Regions from separate parts of the Sus scrofa genome. Here regions 2, 3 and 4 are each linked to region 1. A link is a contact called in public Hi-C, HiChIP or PLAC-seq and promoter capture Hi-C data. All regions are on one chromosome and are shown on one strand. Each heading gives the region's core, a stretch centred on a gene start, on an enhancer-like site or on the middle of the called end of the contact. The rest is flanking DNA. Distances are from core to core; before and after follow the strand shown.

What was found. Promoter capture Hi-C pulls out the DNA fragments that hold promoters and counts their contacts. Hi-C and Micro-C count contacts between places; a contact is called where the count stands out from the background. HiChIP or PLAC-seq counts read pairs in DNA pulled down with a chosen protein or histone mark.
Region 2: a contact with region 1 is called in an H3K27ac HiChIP or PLAC-seq map of alveolar macrophages. The contact joins the promoter of ANKRD11 here to the promoter of TCF25 in region 1. A contact is called at or near these places in 1 of 47 Hi-C or Micro-C datasets (liver) and 1 of 2 datasets of contacts at active chromatin or transcription factors (alveolar macrophages).
Region 3: a Hi-C map of liver shows a contact between it and region 1, with 5 times the contacts expected there. The contact joins the promoter of SPG7 here to the promoter of TCF25 in region 1. A contact is called at or near these places in 2 of 47 Hi-C or Micro-C datasets (both in liver) and 1 of 2 datasets of contacts at active chromatin or transcription factors (alveolar macrophages).
Region 4: a promoter capture Hi-C map of liver shows a contact between it and region 1, with 4 times the contacts expected there. The contact joins the promoter of CHMP1A here to the promoter of TCF25 in region 1. A contact is called at or near these places in 1 of 5 promoter capture datasets (liver), 1 of 47 Hi-C or Micro-C datasets (heart right ventricle) and 1 of 2 datasets of contacts at active chromatin or transcription factors (alveolar macrophages).

Annotation. Positions count from the first base shown.
Region 1 is chr6:207,304-210,312 of Sscrofa11.1, forward strand. It overlaps TCF25 (transcription factor 25), which reads right to left and starts at 1,538. Exons shown (of 18, transcript XM_021097023.1): 1 at 1,211-1,538. The coding sequence starts at 1,402.
Region 2 is chr6:454,263-457,271 of Sscrofa11.1, forward strand. ANKRD11 (ankyrin repeat domain-containing protein 11) reads left to right here and starts at 1,594. Exons shown (of 14, transcript XM_021097042.1): 1 at 1,594-1,855.
Region 3 is chr6:437,600-440,608 of Sscrofa11.1, forward strand. SPG7 (paraplegin) reads right to left here and starts at 1,607. Exons shown (of 17, transcript XR_002345286.1): 1 at 1,410-1,607. It overlaps LOC102168077 (a long non-coding RNA gene), which reads left to right and starts at 1,698. Exons shown (of 2, transcript XR_002345290.1): 1 at 1,698-2,621; 2 at 2,750-3,009.
Region 4 is chr6:350,397-353,405 of Sscrofa11.1, forward strand. CHMP1A (charged multivesicular body protein 1A) reads left to right here and starts at 1,482. Exons shown (of 7, transcript NM_001243360.1): 1 at 1,482-1,591. The coding sequence starts at 1,585. SPATA33 (spermatogenesis-associated protein 33) reads right to left here and starts at 1,591. Exons shown (of 3, transcript XM_013994369.2): 1 at 1,226-1,591; 2 at 704-868. The coding sequence starts at 1,586.

The sequences.
Region 1 (3,009 bases), core at 288-2,787:
CGGCTACAGCTCCGACTGGACCCCTAACCTGGGAACCTCCATATGCTGTGGGAGCAGCCCCGGAACGGGCAAAAAAATAAATAAAATAAATAAATAAATTAATTAATTAAAAAAAAAAAAAACCAAAGTCGACAGAAAACTTAAGGATGCAGGATGGGATGGAAGCGCTGGGAAAACAACTGTGGAGGCTGAGGGGCACCTCTGAGGGTTACCCGTACGTCTCTGTGTATATCTGAAACTTCCCATGATACAAAAGTTAAAAAGAAAGAGGTGACAAGAAACGGGCAAGCAAGAAGGCTCCGAGGAGGCGAACGAAGAGTCAGGAGGACCCGAAGAACAACGGAGTCCCCCCTTCACCAGAACGACAAGGTCAGGCTCTTACCCAAGAGGAACAGGAGCAGCAATTTCTACACCCAACGCCCAGACTGGCAGCCCGCGCGCCCCACTGTCTCAGGAGGGGCCCGTAACTTGGCAACTTTCGGTAAAGTTGGGAGCAGTAGCCAGACCAAGAAGGAGCTGACAAGCATGGCTGGTTGCTCTATGGTCTTCAAAACTACTGCTACGCCTTCAAACACGCAGCAACAGCTGTGGAGTCCCTACGTGGGTGGGCACGAGGTGCTGGGGACATAAGGCCAGCGGAACAGGCATCCCTGCTGCACAGGGCGGTCAGGGCAGCAGGCGCTCCGCACAGACGTGCAAAAGTAGAGAATGAGGCCGGCGACAAGGAGACCCCGGTTGTTGTTACTTAATTCCCATCTACTGTGTCGTTTCTCTGGGCCAGACACCTGCCGGGGGGGACGCAGAGATGACCCAGAGCCAGACAATGAGCCCTGGGGTGTGTGGAAAAGATGAGAACGTTCGTGAAGGCCCTGCGATGACTCGGCTTCGGAGGCACTTAACCCTGAAATCCAGGTTGGAGCCCCGAGACCCCGCCCACCGCGCTGCGGTCCCGCCCCCAGAGCCGGCCACACCCACTCCGCCGCAGCGGGGACCCACTAACCCCGCCCATGGACGCTATGGCCCCGCCCCTCACCGCAGCCCAAACCCAACGTAGCACCGCCCCGTGGGCTCAGGCCACCGCCCACCCCCTTGGCCCCGCCCTCCCCACTGCAGCTCCGACCCCGCCGCCCCGCCCCGTGACGTCACGGACCCGCCACCTCGCAGGCCGCCCCCACCCGCTGCCCCCAGCCCCGGTAGCCCTGCTGCTCACCAGCTCGAACCGGTTGTTGACGCGGACGCCCTCCTTCCCTGTGCCCCGGGCACGCCGGCCACCTGGCCCCTGCTGTGGGCATTCTTCTTCTGCATCATCGTCATCATGGAGGACAAACTGCAGGGCGCCGGGCCCAAGGGGCTCCTGGCCGCGCTGTTCCCCCCTCAGCCTCCGGAGGGCCCGGCGCGACATAGGACCCAACAGCCGCTGACGTCTGGAGACCGGCAGAAGGAAGAGCAGAAAAGAGAGCGGCCGGCGCGCCTGCGCACTTACAGCGCGGTGGCGCGAGGCTGGCGCGTCGCGTCTGCGCGGTGCCGCTCTCCCGAAGTCCCGCCCAGTCGTCGGTATCATCAAAGAAGGTGCGTACGCTTCCGGACGAGTTCTCGCGAGAATGGGCGGGTCCGCCGGCCTCTGTTTCCTGTTCTGGAGGCGCGCCCGCGACGCACATCGGGACCGGGCGGGGCGAACCGGGGGCGCGCAGGCTCAGATCCTCAGGCCTCTGCTCTAGGCGGCGAGGTGGTGCTGTCGAGGTGGGGAGGCTCGGGCTGCAGCGGGAAGCCCGGGGGACCCAGTCCCGGTAGGTCGCCTCCACGGCCGGCGGCCAGACGATGCTGTGCTTGTGAGAAGTCGGCCCTCCGAAACGCAGGAGCTTCCCAAGCAGCGGATCGGGTCACCCCCTCCCCGGGAGACCCCGGGTCTGCCCTGGGAGTCTGCTTTTTGCTTGCGTCCCAGGTGATTCTCCTGTATACTGGGTGTGGGGATCCTTGGTCTGAGGTGGAGGCTTGCCACGCTTACGGTGTGTCCTAACGGTGATGATCAGGGGCCCAATCCCTAGAAATTCCGAGGTGGGGCCTGGCATTGATTTTCTCTTTATCTTCAGGAGAGTAGAATGCGCAGGCAGATTTGAGAAGCCCTGCACTGCAGAGGTGCAAGTGCCAGGCTAAGGTGGTTTGGCGTGGGTAATTGGCACTGAGCTGGGGTTGACTCAGTGTGGCGCCCAAGCCAGGCCCTAGACTGAGTTCTTACCTCCTCCTGGAAGGTAGATATCACTCCCCACCCTGCCCCTTTTACAGATAAAGACTTAAGAGAATAAGGAACTGGCTCAGGTAGAATCTGGATCTGCATTTGTGTCTGTGGCTCCGGAGTTCAGATGAGGAAGTCTGCCGACGGAGACCGAGAAGCAAGGCGGGTTGGGTTACCTGCAAGTACTAGGCCCTGGGATCGCACTGACTGGCACAGGCTGCTGCCTCAACCCCCTGCCCCACCCTCCAACCCAGCTACTGAGAGTTGGGCTCAGCTCAGACAGGACCTCCGGGGCACTGCCCTCCAGAGAATTCCGAGCATGCAGGGCCAGCCATGTCCACTAGATCTTGTGTCATCGCTGGCCCCCGGAGCGAACAGCTTATGCAGGCATGTTGCCTCGCCTGTGCTGGGAACGTGGGCCGGCCATCCCACGCAGAACTGCTCCTGCCTGGCTCCTGTGGGTCGGTGGCCATGAGGCTTCGAGCAGTACCTTACCCGAACAGGCAGCTCTGAACACTGTCTCTCCCTGTACTTTCCAAGGCCTGGTCCTCAGCAAGGGAAGTTTGGTTGTAAACACTTGCAGGGTAAGTGGCCTCTGTCTCTCATGATCTAAATTAGGGGAGGGCGCAGCACAACAATGGACGGAAAAAGCATGTATACATATATGTGTAACTTGGTCCCCATGCTGTATCGTGGAAAAATAAATAAATAAAATTTGTTATAAAAAAAATAAATAGGAGTTCCCGTCGTGGCGCAGTGGTTAGCGAATCCGACTA
Region 2 (3,009 bases), core at 344-2,843, 250 kb after region 1:
GCCACTCCCGTGGCACATGGAGGTTCCCAGCCTAGGGGTCTAATCGGAGCTGTAGCTGCTGGCCACAGCAACGCGGGATCTGAGCCGCGTCTGCAGCCTACACCACAGCTCACAGCAACGCTGGATCCTTAACCCACTGAGCAAGGCCAGGGATTGAACCCGAAACCTCATGGTTCCTAGTCAGATTCGTTAACCACTGAGCCACGATGGGAACTCCAACTCCCAATATTTTTGAATTAATGTATTAAAGGGCACAACTTTTTCCTTTAGCCTGCACGTCTTTACTCTGTATTCCTACCCATTCTGCTTCTGTGGAACTTCACTTTTCTTTGGTCTTAGTATGACTTCAGATTATTTCAAGGCCACTTGCATCCGTATTCATATTTCCTACTTTAAATTCCCTATGTGGTTGAGGTCAGTGTTTTTCAAATGTTCCCAAGGATGAGTATTATCAGGGACCAAAATAAAAAATGCCAATTCTTAGTTCCCTCCCATCGAGATTGGCACAGCAGGTGGAGTCTGAGATTGCTACTGGCTAATTCTTACAATGGCAAATATAGCAATCCCTGGGACATCTTAGACAGGCTTGTCGGCCCACAGGTTGGCTGTAACTGTCGGGAGTCCCTTCACCTAGGGAAGCTGTGGGTTGTGGACGGGAAGGGCAAAACCCAGCTGCCTAGAGGCGTGAGAGCCTGGTCCAGTCCCGACGTGGCCCCAGGAGAGGGCACCGTCTGGGTCTCCCATTTGCTCCTTAAGAAAGAGGTCTGAGGAATTCCCGTCGTGGCGCAGCGGTTAACGAATCCGACTAGGAGCCGTGAGGTTGCGGGTTCGATCCATGGCCTTGCTCAGTGGGTTAAGGATCCGGCATTGCCGTGAGCTGTGGTGTAGGTCGCAGACGCGGCTCGGATCCCGTGTCGCTGTGGCTGTGGCGTAGGCCAGCGGCTAACTAACAGCTCCGATTAGACTCCTAGCGTGGGAACCTCCATATGCCTGGAGAGCGGCCTTAGAAACGTCAAAAAAAAGACAAAAAAAAAAAAAGAGGTCTGAGAGGTGAGTCGGTCTGCGGCCGGCGGCGGAACACCCCTAGTCTAGCAGCAGGTGCAGCCAGAGCAAGACCGAGTTGCTGTGAGCAGACAGAGCACTACAGGCCAATCCCCGCTGACCTCCTAGTGGATACCGCGGTTCTTGTCTTGCAGCGCCTTCCGCGCCAGACCCACTTTGGACGGCTCCCCTTGCCGCTTCCGGCACTTGGAAAGGCCAATCGTCACGTCGGAGAACCAAAGGCCCGCCCCTCCGCGATGCAGGTAGCCAATTCAAGCTGCTTGCTCCCGGCGTCCCGTGCGCCTGGTCGTACGACCTTGTCCAATCCGTCCCGGGACTTCCTTCTGGTCCCGCCCCGGCCTGTCCCAGAAGCTGTCAATCTTGCCGTCTCCCTTGGCCCCGCGCGCACTTCCTCCCCGACGCCGTGACGTGCGCAGCCCTGAGCCCGACTGCGGCGGGCCAATGGCGGTGGCGGATACGGCGGGCCAATGGGCGGCAGCGTCTCATGCGGCCTGCGCCGTCGCAGCCGCCGCCGGGTCCCGGAGCCAGAGGCCGCCCGAGCCGGAGCGCGATGGAGCGAGGGCCCCAGGCGGGGAGGCGTCGCCGAGCGCGCGGCCCGACGCCCCCTCAGTGAGCGCCCAACCGCCACGGCGCCGCCCGAGGGCGGACTCGCCTCCGCCGCCTCGCCGCCGCGCCAGAGCTCGGAGCCCGCGCTGCCTTCCCGCTCGGGCCGCGGGCCGGGGACGGGCCGGGGCTGCATGGCCTCGCCCGCGCGCCGCCCCTGAGCCGCGGGCCGGAGCCGGAGCCTGAACCGGTGAGAGCCGAGATCGCGCGGGGGTCGGGACGAGCGCGGGGCGTGGGGCGGCTTCGCGGCCTGCAGGCCTCCCGCGCCGGGCGGAGCTGCGCTGCAGGCTCGGCGGGTCTGGGGGCCGGGGTCCCAGGCAGCCCTGACGGGCCGATGGGGCTCCGGGCGGGCCTGAAGGCCTGGGGGGCAGTCGAAACGGCCGACGGCTGACTTCGGGCGGGCTTGGGAGCCTGGGGCCGCCGGGGGGCTCCAGGCTGGCCTTGGGGGCCTGGGGGGCTGCGGGTGGGCCTGGGGGGCTGCGGGTGGGTCTGGGGGGCCCGGAGGCCTGACTGGGGGCTCCGGGCGGGCCCGGGGACCCGGGGGGGCCTACGGTGGTCCCAGGACAACCTTGAGAGGCAGAGGGTGGGCTTGGGGCGAGTCTGGGGAGCTCGAGAGGCCGACGGGGCGCTCCGGGTGGGCCCGGGGACCCGGGGGTCCTTAGGCAGCCGGGAGGGGCAGAGGGTGGGCTCCGAGGGGGCCTTGGCGGGGCGGCCGGGCCGCCTCGAGGGGCCGACAGGGGGGCTGCAGGGGGCCCCGGGCACCTGGGGAGCGGGCCGCAGACCTCTGACCCGCGGGAGGGGCGCCTTCGCGGTGCGGGCCGTAGTTGTTATTCCCAGCGTCCCTATTATTATCGCTGTTTTGAAATGGGAGCAGGCGGCTTTGGGCTCTGAGCCGGAGGGGGCGGGCGAGCCGGGGCCCTGGAGGGAGAGGGGGCTTTAGGGCCGCAGGAGGCGCGTGGGCCCGCGGAGGGGCAGGAATGCGGGGCAGCGGCGCGGGGGTGTTTCGGGGGGAGGGTAGGCGGGACTGGGGGGCGGGGGGGGGAGGGAAGCGGCGGCGGCTGCAACAGCAGCCCTTGGCCTCAAGGAACAATGTGAGACGTTGCCTGAAATGTTAATTTCCGTTCCTCATTTCATCATCCCCTGGCAGGGCGGTAGCTGTGTGTGTGTGTGTGTGTGTGTGTGTGTGTATGTGTGTGTGTGTGTATGTGTGTGTGTGTATGTATGTATATGTAAGGTTGGCTCTGCCACATGGATTCAATTCCCTCTTAAAGAGGGATTGTGTTGTTAAATCTTTTATCTCTGCCGTTTTGGGGGGAGTCTTCATGTTTTTGAGGTCTGCTCTTT
Region 3 (3,009 bases), core at 357-2,856, 230 kb after region 1:
AGACATGGCTCGGATTCTTCGTCGCTGTGGCTATGGTGTAGGCCGGCAGCAGCTCCAGTTTGACCCTTTGCCTGGGAACCTCCATATACCATGAGTGTGGCCCTAAAAAGCAAAAAAAAAAAAAAAAAAGTCTCTTCTTGGTTCAGTGATGACAAGAAGGCATATAAGGGAAACTCGGCCAAGTAAATGAATAACATTAGTGTGGTAAATAGTAACAAAGGGGGGGGGTCACTCTTCAAAATCAGCCCTAGAATTCCCTAGTGACTCAGCAGGTTAAGAATCCAGTGTTATAAGTGCAGTGGTTCCAGTTACTGCAGCAGCGCCGGTCCCATTCAAGGCCTGACAATTTGCAAATGCTGTGGGTAGAGCCAAAAAAAAAAAAAACTCCCCAAGACAAAGAACACAGTCAGCCCTAAATACCATTTGCTTAAACCTCACATACTTTGATTACTCTTACAGCCCTTAGTGAGGTAATCTGCTCTATGTCACAAGTACATGAGAACTGCCTACTTCGGCCTTTATCTTCATAGAATGATCAGAGTCTGACAACAGATGATATGATTTTCCTCAACAGAATTAAAAAACCGGAGTTCCCATTGTGGCTCAGTGGTTAACGAATCCGACTAGGAACCATGAGGTGGTGGGTTCGATCCCTGGCCTCGCTCAGTGGGTTAACGATTCGGCGTTGCCATGAGCTGTGGTGTAGGTTGCAGACGTGGCTTGGATCCCGCGTTGCTGTGGCTGTGGCGTAGACCAGTGGCTATAGCTCCGATTCAACCCCTAGCCTGGGAACCTCCATATGCTGCAGGAGCGGTCCTAGAAAAGGCAAAAAAATAAAAAAACAAAAACAAAAAGTGCAATATATCTATAGTTGCCTTGGCAGGGTGGCCAGGTATCTAGAATAGAATTAAAATATGAAATTGGTCCTAAAACTATGGTAAAATGGAACAACATAACCTAAAAGAGGGCTAAAAAGCACCAGGACTTAAGGTCTTTGTTTCAGGGTGAAATGTTGACCTCACAGGACCTGGAACAATCTTTACACAGTCAATGAGTTTGTGTTCACAAGTCAAGCTACAGCACAAAAGTAAAACAGTTACAGGTGTTTTTCTCACAAACAAAACTTTCAGAAAGCCCACTTAAGAGCATCTGGAAGGCGCTGGAATTCAACCTGGTGACATCTGATCTATGCGAGCCAAGTGCAAAACTGTGCTCTGCTAAAAAGTGATGGAAGTCTTACTCGACTCAATTCCAAAGCGCTATGAAAAGCAGCAGAAGATAGCAACACACAAAACCAGGGCTAGAAAAACGCCAAGGCGGGGCCGTGCGGCCTCGCCCACGCCCCTCCCCCGGGGGCAGCCAGCTGGAGCGGCACCGCCCGCAGCACCACGCCAGGGGCCGCACCTCACCTGCAGGACTCGGCTTCCAGGCCCGACACAACCCACTGGAGGCCTGTGGACCACGTACAGCCACCTCCACCCGACCCCGGCGGAGCAGCCCGGGCTCCTGCCTGAGCAGCAGCCCCGCAGTCGCCCCCGCCCGGGCCCTGGCCCCGGGCGGAGAGCGCGTAGCAGCAGCCACGGCGCCGCCATGTTGACCCGGAAGCGGTACCTACGCGGTCCGGGCCTCCCGGGGCGCCTGCGCGGTCCCGGCCTCCCGGGGCGCCTGCGCGGTCCCGGCCTCCTCGGGGCGCCTGCGCGGTCCGGGCTGCCTGCGCAGTCAGGCCGGCTGCGTCTCTGATCCCGCAGAGGTTCGCAGGTGGTTTGAGGCGCCACACTGTGCAGAGCGCTGCGAGTAGACCTGCAGCCGGGCGGACGCGGGAGGGAGGGCTTCAGGACTCTGCGCCGGGCCGCTTTTCCCAGGAGGACTTGGCGCAGCGGCTCCTAAGGCCGCGGAGGGCGCGAGAGAGCCCGAAGGGCGTGGAGCGTGCGCAGATGCGACCCTGACCGCGACTCCTGCTCGGATCCCCGACTCAGACCAGGACTTCGACCCCAACTCCCGCCTGGATCCCCGACCCTAACTCCGACTCCCCCCCCGGGACCAGGACTCTGACCCCGACTCCGATCCGCAGACCCAGTCAGGTCTTGGCGCGGGGAGGGTGCTGCCCAGGGGAGGGCTTTGCTGGTGCAGCCTCTGGCCCCTGGGCGGTGCCTGGAAGGTCCTGCGCGCTAGAGGACGAGGAAGGGGCCTCGGGTAAGAGCAGGGTCTTCAGAAGAGGGTAGCAGACGGCTGGCATTCTTGTCCTTCAAGATGCTTAATTTCGGAGAGGTTACAACCTTCTCCTGGAGGCAGGCGGACTCACTCTGGAAGTCGTGCCCATCTCTTGTGTCCAGGATCACAGCCCAAGAGAAGTAGGCCACTCTCGTCCCTGGGGAAAGGGCAGGGGTCTGAGGCATCCTGCCCTTGGGATTCCGTACCCTATGGTCCCTCTTTCGCGGCCCACCTGAGGTCTGGTGCTTGAATGCTTAGCTCTGAGACTGCTGGTTGTGTTACAGGGTCACTTCAGCTTGTTTCTCTGTTTTTCTGTATTCCCCAGATTCCTGGTCGCTCAAGGAGAGCCAGTTCTCCTAACTGCTACCTAGTGCCTGGCGCCATGTCAAACATTCATTTACTCTTCACAGGTGTGCAGACTCCTTTTATGTCTGTTTTACAGAGAGGGAAACAGATTTAGAGCAATTTAAAGTAAGCTCCCGAGGTTACAGCTAAGGAGTCATGAGCAGAATTTCAGAGCTCGTTTGACTGTTTGCAGGGCCTGTGCTCTCCGACCTATGGATTCAGGTGTGACAGGAGTGACAGGTATGACACACGTCAGCCATCCTTCCCCCACAGTCGTGAAGCTAGAAAGGTTTGGGGACTTTTTAAGTGAAGTGTCCCGAGCATTGGCCCTTGGCTGCAGGCCTGGCTGGTTGTGGGGAGTGGCTGCCCCCGACCTGCACAGGGGCCCCCCTTCCTTTCTCACGTTCTCTCTTCACAGCCCAGTTTCCTCCTTCAGCGTTTTTCTTCCCTGGG
Region 4 (3,009 bases), core at 232-2,731, 140 kb after region 1:
ATGCCGCAGGGCGGCCCAAGAAATAGCAAAGAGAAAAAAAAAAAAAAAAAAGAATAACTCTATCCACCGGCATCACTCTTTTCCCAGCAACGTCCTTTCCTCCGTGACCCTGGCCCAGGCAGAGAGCGCCCACACCCCTTCTCACCCAGGGCTGTGCTCCATGGAGCGGCCTTCCCGCTGTGTTCCAGCCTGTGGGATGCAGGAGGGGTGACCGTGGGGCCACAGGCGTCCCACCCTCTGGATGAAGGCAGACCTGCATGGCACACAGTGAGGCTCTTTTTTTTTTTTTTTCTTTTTTGGCCGCCCTGAATGTGGGGTTCCCAGGCCAGGAATCAGATCTGGGCTGTAGTTGTGACCTAGCCGCAGCTGAAGCCACACCGGACCCTTAGCCCACTGTGCCAGGCCAGGGATTGAACCTGTGTCCTGGTCCTGCATAAGCGTCACTGATTCCTTTTCAGCACAGCAGGAACTCCTGGCCAGGCCCTCCTGACTGGGGAGGGCACCCGTCACTCGGGAGCGCACCTAAACCTTTCTCGAACTGACACCTTCCATCTAGGATTCGGGATGTCCACCTCCTGGATCCAGGACCTCAAAACCCTTCTGTCATGAGGACCCGCCCCCTGACTCCAGCATCCCTTCACTCAGACCCATCTCCAAACTCCTTGAGTCACAAACCTCCTGTCCCTTCCTGGGCGTGTCCTACCTTGGACTTCAGACACAGGCCATTCCTGCTCAGCTGCCTCTTTCTCCTGCTGTGGGCTCTCCAAAGGCTCAGTGTCTGGAGGCCTCTCAGGCTCTGGGGAGGGCCTGTCCATCAGCCTTTCCTTAGCCTTGGGGATTGAATAGATGTGTCTCTCCGGCTCCTCACCTGAAATAGACGGATCTTAATTAGACCTATATTTTCCTGAGTCCAGGGCAACGCGGCCCATCCTTCCTCAGTTTCCTGCTTTGGTCCAGAATGAAATAAGATAGCCTGAAAGACATGGGTCACTCCGCTTCCCTACACGTGTATACTTCCCCGAAGCCTGTCAGGTCGTCAGGGAGGACCCGGGGCAGGAGGACCTGCGCGGGTGGGGCCGCGACGAGGGACGGCGGGCGGGCGGCCCTTCACCTTCGCTTTCCCAGGTTTGTGTTTGTTTTTTTTGGGGGGGAGGGTTGCTTGTTTTTTGGCCGCCCCCGCGGCATATCAGATCCCGGACCCACTCTGCCGGGCCGGGGACCGGACCTGCGGCCCTGCGCGCTAGAGACGCCACCGACCCCGTTGCGCCACAGCAGGGACTCCTGTGTTTGCTTCCGCAAAGTCCCATAGGTGAGCCGGCCACCCGCGCCGGCTGAGCCCCTCGGCGGCGCTCAGCCGGCTGACTCACAGTGGCCCCGCGGCGGCGGCGCGGGCCCGGTGGTCTCCATGGCAACGCCGCGGCCCTCGGGAGGGGCCGCGCTCTCGCGAGAGGGCCCGGCCGCCGGAAGGGGAGGCGACCCGGAAGTGCCCGCCCGGCCGCCAGCCTGCGCCGGTTGGCTCCTTCGACGCCGCTGGGAGATTCCCGTCCCGCCGCTCCCGCCAGGCCTGCCGCTGCCGGACCCGCCATGGACGGTAAGGGGCCGCCTCGCTCCAGGGGCGTGCGGGGCGGGGCCGCCTCTCCCGCGGGCGAGGCTCAGGCGGGCGCCCGTGGCCTCGATCCCAGGCCTGGTCCCGCTCCCCGACGGCGGACGCCGGCGGCTCCTCCCGGGACCGCGATCCCCGACCGTGGATCCCGGGGCCTCGACTCAGGACTTCAACCCCAGACCCCGATCCCCACCCTGGAGCCCGGAGCCTCCACCGGGGACCCCGATCCCTGACCCCCTCCTCGGCGGCCGGCTGCCCCTGCCCCTCCTATCTCCCCCATCCCCCAATCCAAGGCCCTGGCGGGGGACATCGGCCCTTGGGGGCCCTGAGATGCCGGCCAGAGCGCCGCGGAAAAGGAGACAGTTGCACCTCTGCCCCCAGAACACCGGGAAGGGAAATAGGAAGAGCTCAGGACGGAAGCAGTCGTCATGAGCCAGGCAAAACATCTCTTGATGGGAACTGTACACTCCCATTCTGCAGATGGGAAAACGGGTTGAGACAGTGTCCGTGCAGGCACAGACTCCGGGCAGCCTGGCGCCCTCCTACCTCCCTCCACTGCCCGCAGCACCACCTCAGGACCCTCTGCCCTGCTCTGTTCAAGAAACAGGAAGAATCAGTGACAGTGAGGGTACCTACCTTTCTCGAAGGTTTAAGGGCTGGTGTGATAGAGGTTGTGAAATGTCCCGCCCCGGCCCAGCGCACATACACACAGGCGTTGTGTTTTCCCCGTAACTCTTTTCTCCGGGTCCGATTTTGCCCTTCAGACTCTTTCCCTCCCGCTCAAGTCCGGGCCACACCCAGTCCAGCCTTGCTCTCCCTGCTGTCTGTACATGGCCTGCCACCTGTGCTCAGGGGGCACAGATGGCTCTGGCCTTGACCGGACTTGCACGGATGGGTGATGGGTGCCCAAACAGACCTGAAACTCCCCTGAGCTCTCAGCTGGCACACCTGACGTGCCTTTCTGGTTCCAGATTCCGGCTAGAGGATTTTCGTTCTTCATTCTGGGTTAGTGTGGTAAACCCTTTCAGGAATTAGTCTCCAAATTTAGAACAGGATTTTTTTTTTTTTTTTTTTTTTTTTTTTGGTCTTTTTAAAGGCTGTACCCGGGCCATATGGAGGTTCCCAGGCTAGGGGTCCAGTCGAAGCTGCGGCTGCCAGCCTACACCACAGCCACAGCCACTGCAATGAAGAATCTGAGCTGTGTCTGCGACCTACACCACAGCCCACAGCAGCTCCGGATCCTTAACCCACTGAGCAAGGCCAGGGATCAAACCCACAACCTCGTGGATCCTAGTTGGGTTCTTTAGCCACTGAGCCACGGCAGGAACTCCCCATCCTGCTGTTTTGATCCATTTGCTTTTGGGAAGAAAAGAATATATAAAAAATAAACTGTTGGGAGTTTCCAT